Regions from separate parts of the Mus musculus genome. Here regions 1, 2, 4 and 5 are each linked to region 3. The links are chromatin contacts, called in public HiChIP or PLAC-seq and promoter capture Hi-C maps. All regions are on one chromosome and are shown on one strand. The core of a region is the stretch at or near the end of the contact, and the rest is flanking DNA. Distances in the headings are between cores, read along the strand shown.

What was found. Promoter capture Hi-C pulls out the DNA fragments that hold promoters and counts their contacts. HiChIP or PLAC-seq counts read pairs in DNA pulled down with a chosen protein or histone mark.
Region 1: a contact with region 3 is called in a promoter capture Hi-C map of pre-B cells, with 3 times the contacts expected there. The contact joins the promoter of Eral1 here to the promoter of Nf1 in region 3. A contact is called at or near these places in 3 of 39 promoter capture datasets (hippocampal neurons, liver and pre-B cells).
Region 2: a FOXA1 HiChIP or PLAC-seq map of pancreatic cancer cells shows a contact between it and region 3. The contact joins the promoter of Traf4 here to the promoter of Nf1 in region 3. A contact is called at or near these places in 1 of 39 promoter capture datasets (pre-B cells) and 1 of 115 datasets of contacts at active chromatin or transcription factors (pancreatic cancer cells).
Region 4: a contact with region 3 is called in a promoter capture Hi-C map of liver, with 2.8 times the contacts expected there. The contact joins the promoter of Zfp207 here to the promoter of Nf1 in region 3. A contact is called at or near these places in 3 of 39 promoter capture datasets (hippocampal neurons and liver) and 1 of 115 datasets of contacts at active chromatin or transcription factors (microglia).
Region 5: a promoter capture Hi-C map of liver shows a contact between it and region 3, with 2.5 times the contacts expected there. The contact joins the promoter of Spag5 here to the promoter of Nf1 in region 3. A contact is called at or near these places in 4 of 39 promoter capture datasets (3T3-L1-derived adipocytes, hippocampal neurons and liver).

The regions. Positions count from the first base shown.
Region 1 is chr11:78,079,013-78,081,712 of GRCm38.p6, reverse strand. It overlaps Eral1 (Era (G-protein)-like 1 (E. coli)), which reads left to right and starts at 1,330. Exons shown (of 10, transcript NM_022313.2): 1 at 1,330-1,636. The coding sequence starts at 1,354.
Region 2 is chr11:78,164,146-78,166,845 of GRCm38.p6, reverse strand. It overlaps Traf4 (TNF receptor associated factor 4), which reads left to right and starts at 1,296. Exons shown (of 7, transcript NM_009423.4): 1 at 1,296-1,548. The coding sequence starts at 1,406. Nek8 (NIMA (never in mitosis gene a)-related expressed kinase 8) reads left to right here. Exons shown (of 15, transcript NM_080849.3): 15 at 69-740. The coding sequence ends at 97.
Region 3 is chr11:79,338,132-79,341,149 of GRCm38.p6, reverse strand. It overlaps Nf1 (neurofibromin 1), which reads right to left and starts at 1,258. Exons shown (of 58, transcript NM_010897.2): 1 at 1,091-1,258. The coding sequence starts at 1,150.
Region 4 is chr11:80,381,845-80,384,544 of GRCm38.p6, reverse strand. Zfp207 (zinc finger protein 207) reads right to left here and starts at 1,266. Exons shown (of 12, transcript NM_001130169.1): 1 at 1,050-1,266. The coding sequence starts at 1,090.
Region 5 is chr11:78,300,219-78,302,918 of GRCm38.p6, reverse strand. It overlaps Spag5 (sperm associated antigen 5), which reads right to left and starts at 1,328. Exons shown (of 24, transcript NM_017407.3): 1 at 1,209-1,328; 2 at 899-1,024. The coding sequence starts at 1,259. It overlaps Gm3948 (predicted gene 3948), which reads left to right and starts at 1,408. Exons shown (of 4, transcript NR_166889.1): 1 at 1,408-1,614.

The sequences.
Region 1 (2,700 bases), core at 81-2,580, 1.3 Mb after region 3:
AGGGTACCAGATCTCGTTACGGATGGTTGTGAGCCACCATGTGGTTGCTGGGATTTGAACTCTGGACCTTCGGAAGAGCAGTCGGGTGCTCTTACCCACTGAGCCATCTCACCAGCCCCCCTTACCCGTTTTTTAAGACAAGTATTCATCCCAGGCTGGCCCTCAATATCCTCATCCTTTGGCCTCCACCTCCTAAATGTTGGGGTTACAGGAACGCTCCATCACATACAGCTACCTGCTTTTTTTTTTCTTCTGCTCATTTTCCTTCAGTAAGATTTAATCTCAGAGCCTCGAGATTTAATCTCGAAAAAAAAAAAAAGCTTTAATCTCAGAGAATAGATAGGAGTTGATATTTAGAGAGGTAAATACAGTCTGCTACTCAACAGGAATGTTTACCACAGAACCACCCTTTAACTGAGGTCTAGACACCAAAAAGGTGCAGACTTCACAAAGCAACCTGTGCTGACTAGTTTTATGATAACTTGACACAAGCTGGTGTCATCTCAGAGGACGGAACCTCGATTGAGAAATTGCCTCCATAAGATTGGGCTGTAGGCATTTTCTTAATTAACTGTTGATATGGGAGGCATTGTGAGTGGTGCCACACCTGGGCTGGTGTTCCTAAATGCTATAAGAAAGCAGGCTGAACAAACCATGAGGAGTAAGCCAGTAAGCAGCATCCCCCTCCACGGTCTCTGCATCTACTCCTGTCTCCAGGTTTCTGCTTGGTTTGAGCTCCTTCCTTGTCTCCCCTCAGTGGATTGTGAGTCTAGACATATAAGCCAAATAAAACCCATTCTTCCCCAAGTAGCTTTTGGTTATGGTGTTTCATCACAGCTATAGTAACCCTAAGACTGCCACGCCCAGCTAAAACACAGCAAAAGAGGAAATAAGAAAGGATCCTGCAGGGTTGAGGCTAGAAAGCACTTAAAAAAGAAAAAGAAAAAAATCTAGTGAAATGAAGCTTAGAGCCCGTTCCCATGCCCACGCCCACTCCTAGCAATAAGAGAGTTTCTCCTCTTAAGCCGCTAAGAGGAGCTTCTGCGGTATGGTGTCCCGAGGAATGTCATTAGGAAGACATGGTTTAAAAGCTCTTTACACAACTTTGGCAGGAGGAGAAATGATGTGTTTGGGAGTCCAAGACGACTGTTATACTCAGGCAGGAAACACAGCACAATTTTGCCTTTCCTTAGCCTTTGGATACCGTCTTTCCCTCCGCCTCCTAGGGTATCCCTTGTTGTAGAATGGAGATTCTGTTTGGGCCGATCTAGCTTTCTTCCACTCGTTGGTCCGTGGGCTTCTCGGTCCAATCGCGTCGCGCTTCTGATCGGTACCAGGGTGCATTGCGGCAAAATGGCTGCCCCCAGGCGGTACTGCGCTGGGCTCGTTCGGGCCTTGTTAGGGGCCCGACAGGTGGGTTCGCATGCAGGGAGGGAATGGCTTGCTCCGCCCGGCTGTCTTCTAGGTAACCAGGCGAGGTGCGTGTCCTGTGTCGTGGGCTCCACTTTCTCTGGTCCCCTCCTGGCCTCGGCCTCTAGTCGTTATGGTCAGGACTCCGCCTTGGACCGTATCCTTGGATTTTCTCAGCCTGACAGTTCGTTGGTTCCGAGCGTCCCCGCGGTGTCGGTGCACAGAGGTAAAGGGTCCAGCTATGTTAGTTACAGGTGTTTGGTTCTATGACATGTTTTGATGTGTAGCCCAAACCAGCTTGGAATTCGGATCTTCCCGCTGCAGCCTCTTAAGTGTTGGGATTACAGGTGTTGGCCATGACCGGCCTCTGATGGTTTTAGCAGTGGAAATCATGTATCGTAAGTAAAATCCCTCTGCCTCTAGAAATAGCAGTTTAACTTCTCATTTAATAAAAAATAAACCTGAGCCCAAGGAGAGGCGAGTGGAGAAGGCTGTCAAAGAGTTTGAAAGTGAGGGTCTGTGAAACAGACGAAGGCTCTTGTTGCTTGACAACCTGAGTTCAGTCCTTGGAACTCATATGGTGGAAACTGAGACCCAGACAGTTTTGCCCTAACTACCATAAGCTCCCACTGACACACAAATAAATAAATATAGCAACATAAAGAGTTTTAGGAATGTGAAGAACCTAGACCCTCTGTTGGTTACAGTCAGTCATTAGTCAAGGCAAAGTTGTCTCCCTCAGTCCTCAATGCCCAGCCTGTGTTTTTTTTTTCTCCCATACAGTTGTCATTTTGAAAAAGAAGTTATTCATAAATAGTTAATGTGATTCCATATTACATATGAAAAAAAAAAAAAACAAGAGACTTAGAGAGTTTAGGTAACCTAATGATCAAGTAAGCTCAAATGCCAAACTATTCTCAAAGTTAAGAATGGGTTGGCTTCTGCCAAGCCATTACCAGGTCCTCAAGTCCTCATCAAGCAGTATAGACCCAATACGTGGATCTTGAGCCCTATCTACTTGGTTTAATCCTAAATTAAGTCAGGCCTTATGGTGCATGCCTGTAGTCCCTACACTGAGGAGGTGGAGGTGGAAGATCTGGAGAAAAATTTCAGCTCTGACTGTGGTACCCTATGCTGCTATGAAGGTACTGCAAAATGTTTCAATCTCTCCTTATGATACTGCATTGCAAGTAACAGTGCCTAGTCTCCTACCAGACTGTAGTCCATGCTTCTTTCAGGGTGACATTGAGACAGAGTTTCACTCTAGACCAGGATAACCTGGAGCTCACT
Region 2 (2,700 bases), core at 47-2,546, 1.2 Mb after region 3:
AGGGCTGATGCTTGCTGTAGGCGTTGCCTCCAGAAAGGCAGTAGTAGCTTCTCTTTGATACTCTTCAGCAGTCACAGATGAACCAGTTCCCCCCTGAGGCGACAGGATGATCCAAGAGACCACCTTTGAGTATTCTGAAAAATGCAGGTGCCCGAGGAATGACTGTTGTCAGCGTCCTGGATTGTGTCGTCAATGGGGTAGAAAGGCCAGTGAAGTCTACTCTGTTCCCCCAAGTCCCTGTCTCCAAAGCTCTTTATCTTAGTAAATATCTGCAAGGCTCCAGTCTGGCAGGGGTCAACAGAAGGACGGCCTTCAAAACCTTTGCTAAAAAAAAAAAACGCACCTTTCTCCAACCACCCTCAGCCCAGTTAGAAAGTAAGTCCCTGACGGTGTCCTCTTGGAGACTCATGCCATGCTTTGGAATAGGGCAAGCCAGGGCTTGTTTGGACTGGTCATTAGGCTAGCCTAATCTCTGCATAGCTTGCAGCTGATAGGTTGGAGGGAGCCCCCTTTTCTATCTTACCCTGAGGCAAGGGTTTGCACAACCCCTGCGAAGGCACCCCTCCCCACACACACCTCTTAGGGAGGGGGTGCTGGAGCTATTTTTTTGTTTGCTGAGGAGATACTGCTGAAAGGTTGCCCTTTCCCCAGGCTATTCACCAGACCTAGACTGGGGAGAAAGGTAACCCGACCAATTTCTCAAAGGTTTCAAAGTATCACTAATAAAAATATCAAATGCCTGCTTGGCTTATGATCTCTTACTGGGTGGGTGGAAGTGGCCGCTAGACACCCCAAGACTGGGTTGGGCCCGACTGTGGTTGCAGGGCAGCGGCCAGGAGGAATGTGGGCGCAGCCAGAGGCCTGAGGGCTGGGGCCGAGGTTCCGCTGGCCCAGCGCCCAGCCCAGTTTCCTTGCTCTAGCCTGGTTTACTGGGATCCTGTTGCCAGGCTTCGCTGCCTAGCACCTAGAAGCTAGGGCCCCGGGTCCCTGAGCGGCGCGTGGCGCAGGAGACCTTAAGGTGGCCTCTAAAGTGTCAAGTCTTTGTGGTGCGACCTGATAGGCACCATCGTAACGCAAGGGGACCCGCTTCTGGAAGACTCTCGGCCACACTCGGAGTTCCAGCGGGAAAGAGAAGCCTAATTTAACTTTCAAAGCCAGGGCAGAGTTCGGAGTGCGACAGCATTCGGAGTGAGGGGTTGTGGAGTGGGCGGGGCACGAGGGCGGGCTCTAGGACCATGGGGACGCGGCTCCGCCCCCTCTTCCGGCGGGCGGGGTTGCGGACCCGGGCCGGTCTCGGCCGCCAGTCGGCGCCGCCCGCAGCCGGGAAACGCGGCCCGAGCGAGGCGCGGGCTGTGGGGCCGCCGCGTGCCCGGCCCCGCTCGCCCGTGCCCGCTGCCAGCCCGCCATGCCCGGCTTCGACTACAAGTTCCTGGAGAAGCCCAAGCGGCGGCTGCTGTGCCCACTGTGCGGGAAGCCCATGCGCGAGCCTGTGCAGGTGTCTACTTGTGGCCACCGCTTCTGCGACACCTGCCTGCAGGAGTTTCTCAGGTGCGACCCGGGGCGGTGGGCCTCCGCCGGCAGTGCAGGGGGATGAGGGCGGTGCACGGGGGACGGGCTCGGGCCGGAGACACGTCGCGCCTTTGTCTGCGAGGCCGCCCGGTGACCTCAGGAGCGCCCACCATGATGTCAAGGGGCGGCAGTGACGTCAGGGCCCTGGGGAGGACCTTACGCACCCAAGCGTAGGGTCTCGGGTCCTACCTGCCCAGCTCCAGGTAGGAAAAACTGCCTCCCCACGCTCTGGCGGAGGGAAAGCCGCCCTTCCTGACCCGTAGCCGGCCCTTCCCCCCTACCTGAGAGCCCGAGCGGCCACAGTCTTGAACTTTGAATCCTTTAGGGAAGGGAAGGACAAAGCCTCTCTCTCCCGCGCGGCACTCAAGCCGCTGGAGTTTTCACCTGTCCAACCTCTTCTTTTCCTCTCTGACGTTGAGAGAGCGGCCGCTATTGTTCTCCCATTTCAGAGATTCAAAAAAATAAGGGCTGCGATTTGCCCAGGGTCACACGATTCAAGTCTTTAGCTGGGAATCCAGCCCGGGCTGCGTGTGGCCAAGCAGTAGAGGTTGGACTGTGACCTGCAGCCCTCCCCGCCTCTTAAGTGGGGAACCCTCCCTTGGGGTCTTGAGTACAATGGATGGTTGGTACATCGGCCACCCGGGTTGGTACTGAATGCCCTGTGCCCACTGAGGATCCAGGTCCTGCCTTGCGGCCTCAGGCATCGCTCACATTTCTGGGCACCCCTGGGCGGTCTTGAGGCTCCTGGCACTGAAGGCTGCATGTTGGAGGGGAGATCGGGGAGCCCCAACGCCCGTGGAGGTCGTGCTCTAGAGCACAAGGCAGGCTGAGTCTGCCGCGGTCCCGCGAGGGGAACTGGCAGGGAAAGCAATGTGGGACTTGTGCCTCAGTGCTTCGTCCCCACTGTCTTCCGAAGCCCCTGGCTGGCGGAAATCTCAGCAGGCCCTTTGTTTTTTGTTCCTAGCAGCCGCGGGCTCCTGCTCTCACATATGCTCCTGCTCAAGCTGCTGTGGTCCCCCCTCCTCCCTTCTTTTCTCCCTCCTCCCTCTGGCCCTCCTCCCTGAAATGTACACACTTAACTCCTCTACAGACACACACGGGCCCATTGTCTTCCCGGCTCCCTTCCTGGCC
Region 3 (3,018 bases), core at 9-2,508:
TGCAACAAAAAGCAACCATCCTTTAAACCAGCCCCAGCTATCTGTAGATAGCATCAAATTAAACTAGTTCTCATGGACAAAAGGCTATGTGTGGGTTGTCTACTCATCAGCCTTAGAATTTTATGTGTGGAAAACTCAGCGAATAAAAAGCAACCTTCCTAAACTACAAAACTTTTCCCTCCATCCCAAGTAGTCTCAATGAGGGTTCAAAGAGTCAAAAACAAGTCAAACAACAACAAACCATGGTCACAATTATTGGCCCTAGGACCACATCCTAGCTGTCTGTCTCTGCTGTCTAGTCTGTAGCTAGATTTTCCCTTTGCTTTCACCCTTCTCCCCTTACTCTTGGAGTCTCACTTAGGAAAGCCAAGATTCATTCTGGGGCTGCTGGCAAGCAGGGACTGGAGAGGGGGGTGTGATCATCAAGCAAGGAAGGGGGAGGGGAGTCATTTCAGAACTACGGTTTCCCCTGCAAACGCAAAAGGCAACCTTGTGTCATCCGGCTATCAAGGATGCTGGTGTGAACATCATCCAGGCAAGCTGACGCCCCGAGCAGAAAAGTAAGAAAACCTGTGCTTTCCCTACTCCTGCCCCCAAGGGGCAGCTACAGAAAATGGGGGTGGGGCAGGATATTATCTTGCTCCTACTGGGGATGCATACACAGACTGGGGGTTCCTTCGGTTATCCCCAGTTACGAGGATGGGGGGGAGGGGGTTAAGGGAAGAGGGAACCCCTATCTACCTCCTTCTAAAAGGGGAGAGTTAAGAGAGAACCATTAAATCCAGATGGAGTGGCCCTGAAAGCGCCCCCAGGTCACTCATCCCCGCACCAAGAGCAAGCGGAAGGGCTGGGATAAAGGGGATGGAGGGCTGGTCACGGGCAAGGCCCCACCCCCCCGGTTTAGGAGGGAAGGAGAGCCCCGGCTCACAGCCGAATCCCCGGGCAGTCCCCTAGCGTCGCCCCCCCACCCCAGCCCTTCCTCGGTCTGCGGAGCCCCCGGCAGCCCGAGAGGCAGCCGCTCCTTCCTCCCCTCACCCACCGCGTCCCCACCCCCACCCGCTCCCACCTCCTGCCCGCCGCGGCCCGTTACCTGCTCGTCGAAGCGGCTGACCACGGCCTGGACCCATTCCACCGGCCTGTGTGCGGCCATGTCCTCCCGGCGACCCGGGGGCGGTGGAGGGCCGGCGTCCGGGGCCCGCCTGAGGGCGGGCGGGCGGCCGGCGCGGAGGTGAGGGCAGCGGCGAGCCGAGCGGCTGAGGAGTGCGGGCAGCTAGCGTTCCCACGGGGGTGGGGACGGGGGCCCGCGCGGCCCGCCGGGAGGGGGACAGGGGAAGGGGGCGTTGGCGAGGAGACTGGGGGAGGGGTGGGGAGGGGAGCCCGGGGAGGGGAGGGCGCCTGTGGGTGGCTCTCCCCACTAGCGCCGTCTCCCCTCAGCCATCACAGTCCGAGACGCCGCCATGACACCCCACCGGAAGTGGGATCCTTTCCACGGCTCGGGGAGAGGGAGAGCGAGCGAGCTTGAGATTGAGAGCGCGGCTGGGAAAGGGGAGGGGGAAGCGAGAGGGAAGGGGCCTGCTGCGCATGCGCCCGCGGCCGGCCGGTTTCATTAATGAAAAAGCGAGTCCTCCTGGAGGTGACGTCACCTAACTCCTCCGGGCCCGGAGGCGCGCGTCCCTCGCTGCCGCGGGTCTCCCCACCTAAACTGGCGCGGGGCTCTGGCCAGAGAATCTGAGCCGACTCCGGTGCGTAGGCTGTCATTGCCACCGCCGCCTCGAACAGCCCTTCCCCCGCTGGCCTCCGGGCTTGGATCGCTCCCGGGGTTAGAAGTTAGGGTGTCCTGAGGCTAGGCTTTCTCTCCGACCGCTGATCTCTGTCGCTGATCTGTCCCGGAGGCTGGAGTCAGTCTCTCTCCGCTTTCTTCACTTAAAAATGTAAGGCACACACCGCCACGCAGTCGATGGGGCTTCTGAAGGCTGCTGAAAACGGGTAAAAAGAAGGCCAAGAGAGATTCCGTGATTTTTTTCTTTTTAATGTCGCTTAAATTCCAAAGCAAGGCCCAGTGGTGATCCAAGTTGGAGACTAGAATTCCCCAATCCGAAATTCCTCAACTAAACTGACGGACAACCAAGTTAATAAAACTTTTTGCACGGATGATAATTCAGATTGAAGACTAGTTCACCATACTGTAAAGACCTTTAAAAGGCCTAACATTTATGCATTTCAGCCTTTCGAACAAACCTTTCCAGTAGGACTCAGTAGCCTGACCTATCTGATGAACAGAGCACTGGAGGTTCCAGGATACATGCCCAAGGGCTGATAAGTACCAAAATGGTTTGACTCTAAGAACAAATCGAGAAGGATGGCTCTCCAGAAACAAGGGCCTTCCCAATGCCCAGAACCAGAGTTTGAAGGACTTGTGTGGAATTGGCTGTGCACACTTACAAAAGAGGATAAACCCAAAAGATAGTTTGCTCGGGGCTAGCCTGTTCTACTTGGGGATTTCCAGGCCAAGCAGAGCTACAGGGTGAAGCTCTCTACTCATCGGATGGGGAGGGAAAGGCGCTCTGACACTGGACTTTGAAATGAGTTTTCTTCAATGCACTTGAATTAAGTCAGTGTTAAAATGTGTTTAGAAGCAGGATGTGGAGATGCTCGCTTTCATTAGAGGCAAGCAAATCCTCCTGAGTCAACCACTGCTCCATAGTGTGGCCTTGTCTCAAAAACAAAAGTGTGGACGCGCACTCAGACAACAGCCTGCAGCCATCAACCATTAGCCACATAGGAAGATACCAACTGGGTGATAAGATGAAACAAAACCACAATTTTCATTTCACCACAGAAAATCCACAGAGCTAGTAGCCCACGGACAAAGTGGTATAGCTGTAAAAGAAGTCTCAAGTCTAGGTAGGTTAGTGATCTTCCAAGATGCAAATTAAGTTAATGTTTCATTCCACTGAAACAAAAGGACAGAGATTGGCTGTTTCTACGATCCCTTCTTGAAAGCTGCAACATGGATAC
Region 4 (2,700 bases), core at 17-2,516, 1.0 Mb before region 3:
AGACTAACTCAAAATATTTCTTTTCAAAAGAAAAGGCAACTTCAAACTGGGCAGTGGTGATCCATGCCTTCAATCCCAGCACTGGGGAAGCAGAGACAGGCGGAGGCCAGCCTGGTGGACAGAGCAATTTCCAGACAACCAGACCCCCAATCCCAAATAAAAAGACAGAGGGGGGGGGGAGGCAATTTCACAATTCATTAAATATACAATAGAGTTGAAACTGGGAATTCATAATCCATTATACAACTCATGACAAAGGGCACATTCAACTAAGAATCCATAAAATTTCTTCCAGTTTCATTATTAATCTATGCATTCAGGAAATGTAAATTCGCATATACTAAGAGTTCTGACCTCGCAAGACTTTTTCTGTGAGTGCATTAAATAATTCGTGACGGATTTTTAGCTACTTAACTATTTTAAAAACAAATTTGTCTTGAGACAAATAGTTTTCTTGTAATAGATTAAAAAAAATCAGTTTAGCGTAATACGTTATCCACAAAAAAAAAAAAAAAAAAAAAAGAGAGAAAATTGTTTTCCTTCTTAACAGTTTAACCAGTCCTACAAAATTGGGTAACGATAATAGAAACTCCACCCAGTTAAGCAACCGCTTCCCCAAGATTAAGGCGCCCGAAAGAGAGGCGGAAGCCGATTCTTCACCGCGAGGGGGGGGGGGCTAGTCACAGTTCAATTATCCAGGGAGTCAGGACATTTACCCCAAACTCAAGTCCCTTTGTGGGGTCTTCAACGAAACAACGGAGACAGGAGTTCTTAGGGACGACTGCACTTGGGGAACGTCTCCAGGCCCAATGATCGCGACAAACAAGCGCCTGAGTCACCGAGTTCAGCGCCACCAAACTCCGGAGCCCTCTCGCCCGAAGAACCCCATTTTACAAGAAACCACCCCAAATCCTAACCCAGCCACAGCACAAAGGCTCGGCTGGGCCCGGCCGGGCCCTACCAAACAGGCTTAACCCAAACCTATCAGACTTGTGTTCTCAAGAAGCGACACCCACGCTCGGCCTCCACGTCAACCCCACAAAGGATACCAGCACCACGGCTTGAGCTGCTTCTTCTTCTTGCGACCCATAACTGCGCCCTACAGAACAGGCAGAATAGAGGCGGAAAGAAGCTGGAAAAAACAAAAAACAAAAAACCCAAGAGACTCGCAGAGTTCTCCACACCAACCGCCACCAGCGCGTCCCGCAGGAAACAGACACAAAATGGCCGACACCCTCGTTCTATCTCCACCTCCCATCAGCCACCGCGGTGAGAGCTGTGCGGGTCACGTGACGCAGGCTTCGGCCCTGAGTGGCTGAGCGGGCGCTGCCGCCATCTTAATGGGGTTAAGTGGTGGTGGCGCTCCCGGGCTGAGGACGCTGATCCTTTAGAGCTTGGGTCATCCAGTACGTCGGCTATCCCGTATGCAAATTGAAGGGAGGAAAAGATTAGGAGTATAATTAAGGATAGATTACAAATAAATAAAGATAATTGGGACATGGTCAATTTGGGTTTTGTTTTGTTTTGTTTTTTGCTGTTGTGTGTTTTGCTTTTATTTTTTGAGATGGGTCTCTTCATAGCCCTGCTGATAGAGGAAATGACCAAGCTGGCCTCAAACTCAAAGATGCGCCTGCTTCTGCCTGCCAGCGACTGTTTGGGATTAAAGGCACACGCCCGGATTGCGACCTGGTCAATTTTTAAATCTTGTTTCAGTTGCCTTTCGGGAGTGGGGCGTATATGGTCAAGGAAGAGTTACCGTTTTTTTTTTCAGTGAACCACAGTCTAGGAAGCAGTATGGGTGAGATCAGCAGTAGCGATAAGGGAAATGTGAAGTGCTTCAGAATCGCAAAAAGGCAATCCTTAAGCGGCTTCGGAGAACATAGGAATGTTTAGAAAGATGAAAGAAGATGCAGTGGGAGAAAGCTTAAGTTATCTTATTACCTGGGTCTTGTGTCTGTTGTCCCAGCACTCAGAAGGCCAAGACAGAAAATGCTATGAGGCTAAGACTTAGAGGCTAGCCTGGAGAACAAAGCCTGATCTTGTCTTTGAATAAAAAAAAAAAAATTTTTTTTTTAAAATGCAGTGAGCCAAGCATGGATGGTGCATGCCTTTAATCCCAGCACTCAAAAGGCTGAGGCTGGTGGATCTGAATGTATAGCCAGGTTCCTGCCTACATAGAACATTCAGGGTTATGTAGAGAAACCTTGTATCGAAGTTTTAATTACTGATAAAATGCAGTGTTTGAGGATTTGAACTTAAAAGTAACAAGACAGGAAAAGTGTTGCTGGCAAAAGATAATCCTGGAAAATGTGGCAAGGAAGAGTGTAAGAGAATTGGATATTGTATATGCTGAAGTCTCTTGAAACCACAGAAAGGTTCGCAAACAAAAAATGTTGGTGGAACATGCCTGCAATCAGGGAATTCCAGGAGGCTGAGGCTGGAGTTAAAGGTCTAACCTCAGTTACATAGTGAATTAAATAATGCCTGGGATACATGAAACTTCATTTAAAAGTAAGATTGAGGGGCCTGGAGAGATGGCTCAGCTGTTAAGAGCACTGAAACTCACTCTGTAGACCAGGCTAGCCTCAAAAGCAGAAATCCGCCTGCCTCTGCCTCCCAAGTGCTAGGATTAAAGTCATGGACCACCACTGCCTGGCTTAATTACTCCTTTTTTTAACTTTTACAATTTTCTAATACTGC
Region 5 (2,700 bases), core at 79-2,578, 1.0 Mb after region 3:
ATCATGGTCAAAGAAAAAAAAAAGCAAACTTTCATATTTTGAAAGAATGGTAGGCTTCCTGGTTCTCCCTATAGGAAGAGGAAATGATAGCAATTTCTTCAGGACAATTTCCCAAGTAAGTTCTACAAAATGTCTTTAAAGAACCCAGTGGGTCAAACTCCTCTCTTGACAAGTTTTACAAAAGCAGTTTGTACTATTTCTCTTAAGTCATTTGACAAGTAATTAAAAAAAAATCTAAAACATTAAAAAAAAAATCTAAAAGTAGAAAAGAAGCTGAGTGGTGGTAGTGGTGGCTGGCACCCTTGATCTCCGAACTGGAGAGGCAGAGGTAGGCAGATCTCTGAGTTTCAGGCCAGCCTGGTCTACAGAAAGTGTTTCAGGACAGCCAGGTCTACACAAAGAAACTCTGTCTCAAAAAACAAAAACAAAAACAAACAAACAAAACCCAAAACAACAATAATAGTAACAGTAACAATAGAAAACCTTCTAACTAAAAGGTACAGCTCAATATAGGCAATTCTGCAAGGTAATAGTTTAAAGTATTGGATACAGGAAAATTCTAACTACCCCATAGGATAGATGGATATGGTTTCAACTCTTGGAGACAGATCTCTCCATAAATGTGCCAGTATTTCTCGGGAATTTGGTATAGGTCAAAAACAAGAAAAGAGGTAAAGAAAAAAAAAAATCGAACCCAGCTAAATAGAGGTGTGGGTTCTCAGTGGATTCGTTTTAACCACCCCAGGGCACCTCTCTGTTGGCCTGAATAGCTGTAAATGGATGTCACGGAAGTGGAAGACTTCATTATCGTTATTAATTACGTTCCAGCTTTGGCCCTCTGTTCCTCTGAGCATCTGAGCCTGGGCAAACAGCCCAGTTGTGAAGCTAAAAATCTCACCTTCAGCTCCAGCCTGCACAGGTATGGGGTCAGCGCGGAGATCATAGAGGGACCTTTCCCTGAATCGGCGAGGGCCTCGGGCTGTAGTTTAAGCTCTCGGAGAGGAGTACTCATAGCTGGCTTCCCCTGAGAGAGAAAGCGAGTGTGAGGAAAGCTGGTCTCGGCCTCCCGGAGTGTTTTCCCACAACCGCTAGGCCGGGGCGGACAATGCCTCCCGCTGCCCCACTTCGTCCGGAGCCGGACTTCACCGGCCTCGGCCCCGCCCGGCCCCGCCCAGGTAGCGCCCTGTCTGCCGGAGTTCTCTCCTCACCTTTTGGGGCGAAGGCGACAAACCGAGATTCAGTGTTTTCACCCTCCACATTTTCAACTCGATCACTTAACCAGACCAAGTCGAAATGGCCACTTTCACCCGCCGCCTCTATTTGAACCCAATACGCACTTCGGGATTGGCTGCGGGGCCGCGGTACGTATGGTGGGCGGGACCTGCGCGCGTCACGCCCCCACGAGCCGCTCAGCCTAACGCCTCCACTGAAGCACCCATCTGGCAGGCTGGTGTGTCTGTGGGCTGCTGGAGAGTCGTGGAGTCCTGTTTCAGTGGCTCCGTTCCCCCGGTTACCGAGTGAGCCGCACTTCCCCCAGGGTTGGGCTGTCCAGGCATAGGTGCCAGTTTCATAACGGCCAGAGGGAGTTCCTAAGTGCCCAATTTCGGCCTTCAGGTAACCGCCTCTTCAGAATTTCTGGGCCTTTCTTGTGTCTAACCTCGGAGCCTACTGTAACAAGATCACTAGAATAATAGTTGATATTTACTTTACTGTGCATTTATGGTGATCTGTTTCAAGTGCTTGCTATATTAATAACTAACTCTCTCACACACATACACACTCTCACACACACAAACAGCGTGTCCCACACCACCACTGCCTGGCCCTCAGCCTCTTGAATGATGAAATCACAGGCCAATTTAGAAGTGTTAATGTATGAAGAAAAAGAAGAGAACCAAAGAAGAGCTTTAATGTTAGAAACTGTAGGGTTCTGTCAGGGTATGCGCGCCCATCAGGAACTGTACTGGTCAGTAACTTTCTGCGGGCTGCATGTAGCTCTGAATTCTTCAAATGGGAATATAATACAGGTGTGAAATGCACATTGCATTTCAGACCTTGTATGGAAAAACTATTTTTTTAATGTTAATTGCATACTGAAATATTTTTAGATATGCTAGGTTAAATAAAATATATTAAAATTTCTTGTTTTAAACCTTTTGAACATGGGTGACAATTTTAAAATTATGTAAGGGGAAGAATGGGGCAATGACTCCATCTTAGAGCTTGTCAGGAAAGCTTGAGGGCCTGAATTTGGATCTCCAATACCCAATAAAAAGCCGGGCATGGTGGTGCACACTTTTAATCTCAACACTGAAGAGGCAGAAGCAGGTGGATCTCTGTGAGTTCGAGGCCAGGATGGTTTACACAGTGTGTACCAAGACAGCCAGGGCTACATAGATCCTGTTAAAAAAAAAAAGGGCTGGGTGCAGCAGTTTTTGCCTGTTCTCCTAACAACATGGGGGCTGAGGCAGAAATGAGAGGATCCCCTGGGGTTTGCTGCTCAGTTAGTCTAATGAATCAGTGAGTTCTGGGTTCAATAACAGAAAATGTCTTGAAAGATAAAGTCTAGAGTGATTGAAAAAAATATGTAATGTTGACCTCTGGTTCCACAAAGCCCTACACATGTGAGCAAGCAGGTAGACAGGTACATGAACATGTACAGACATATAAGTTATACTAACTTGTGTTTCATTTCTTCTT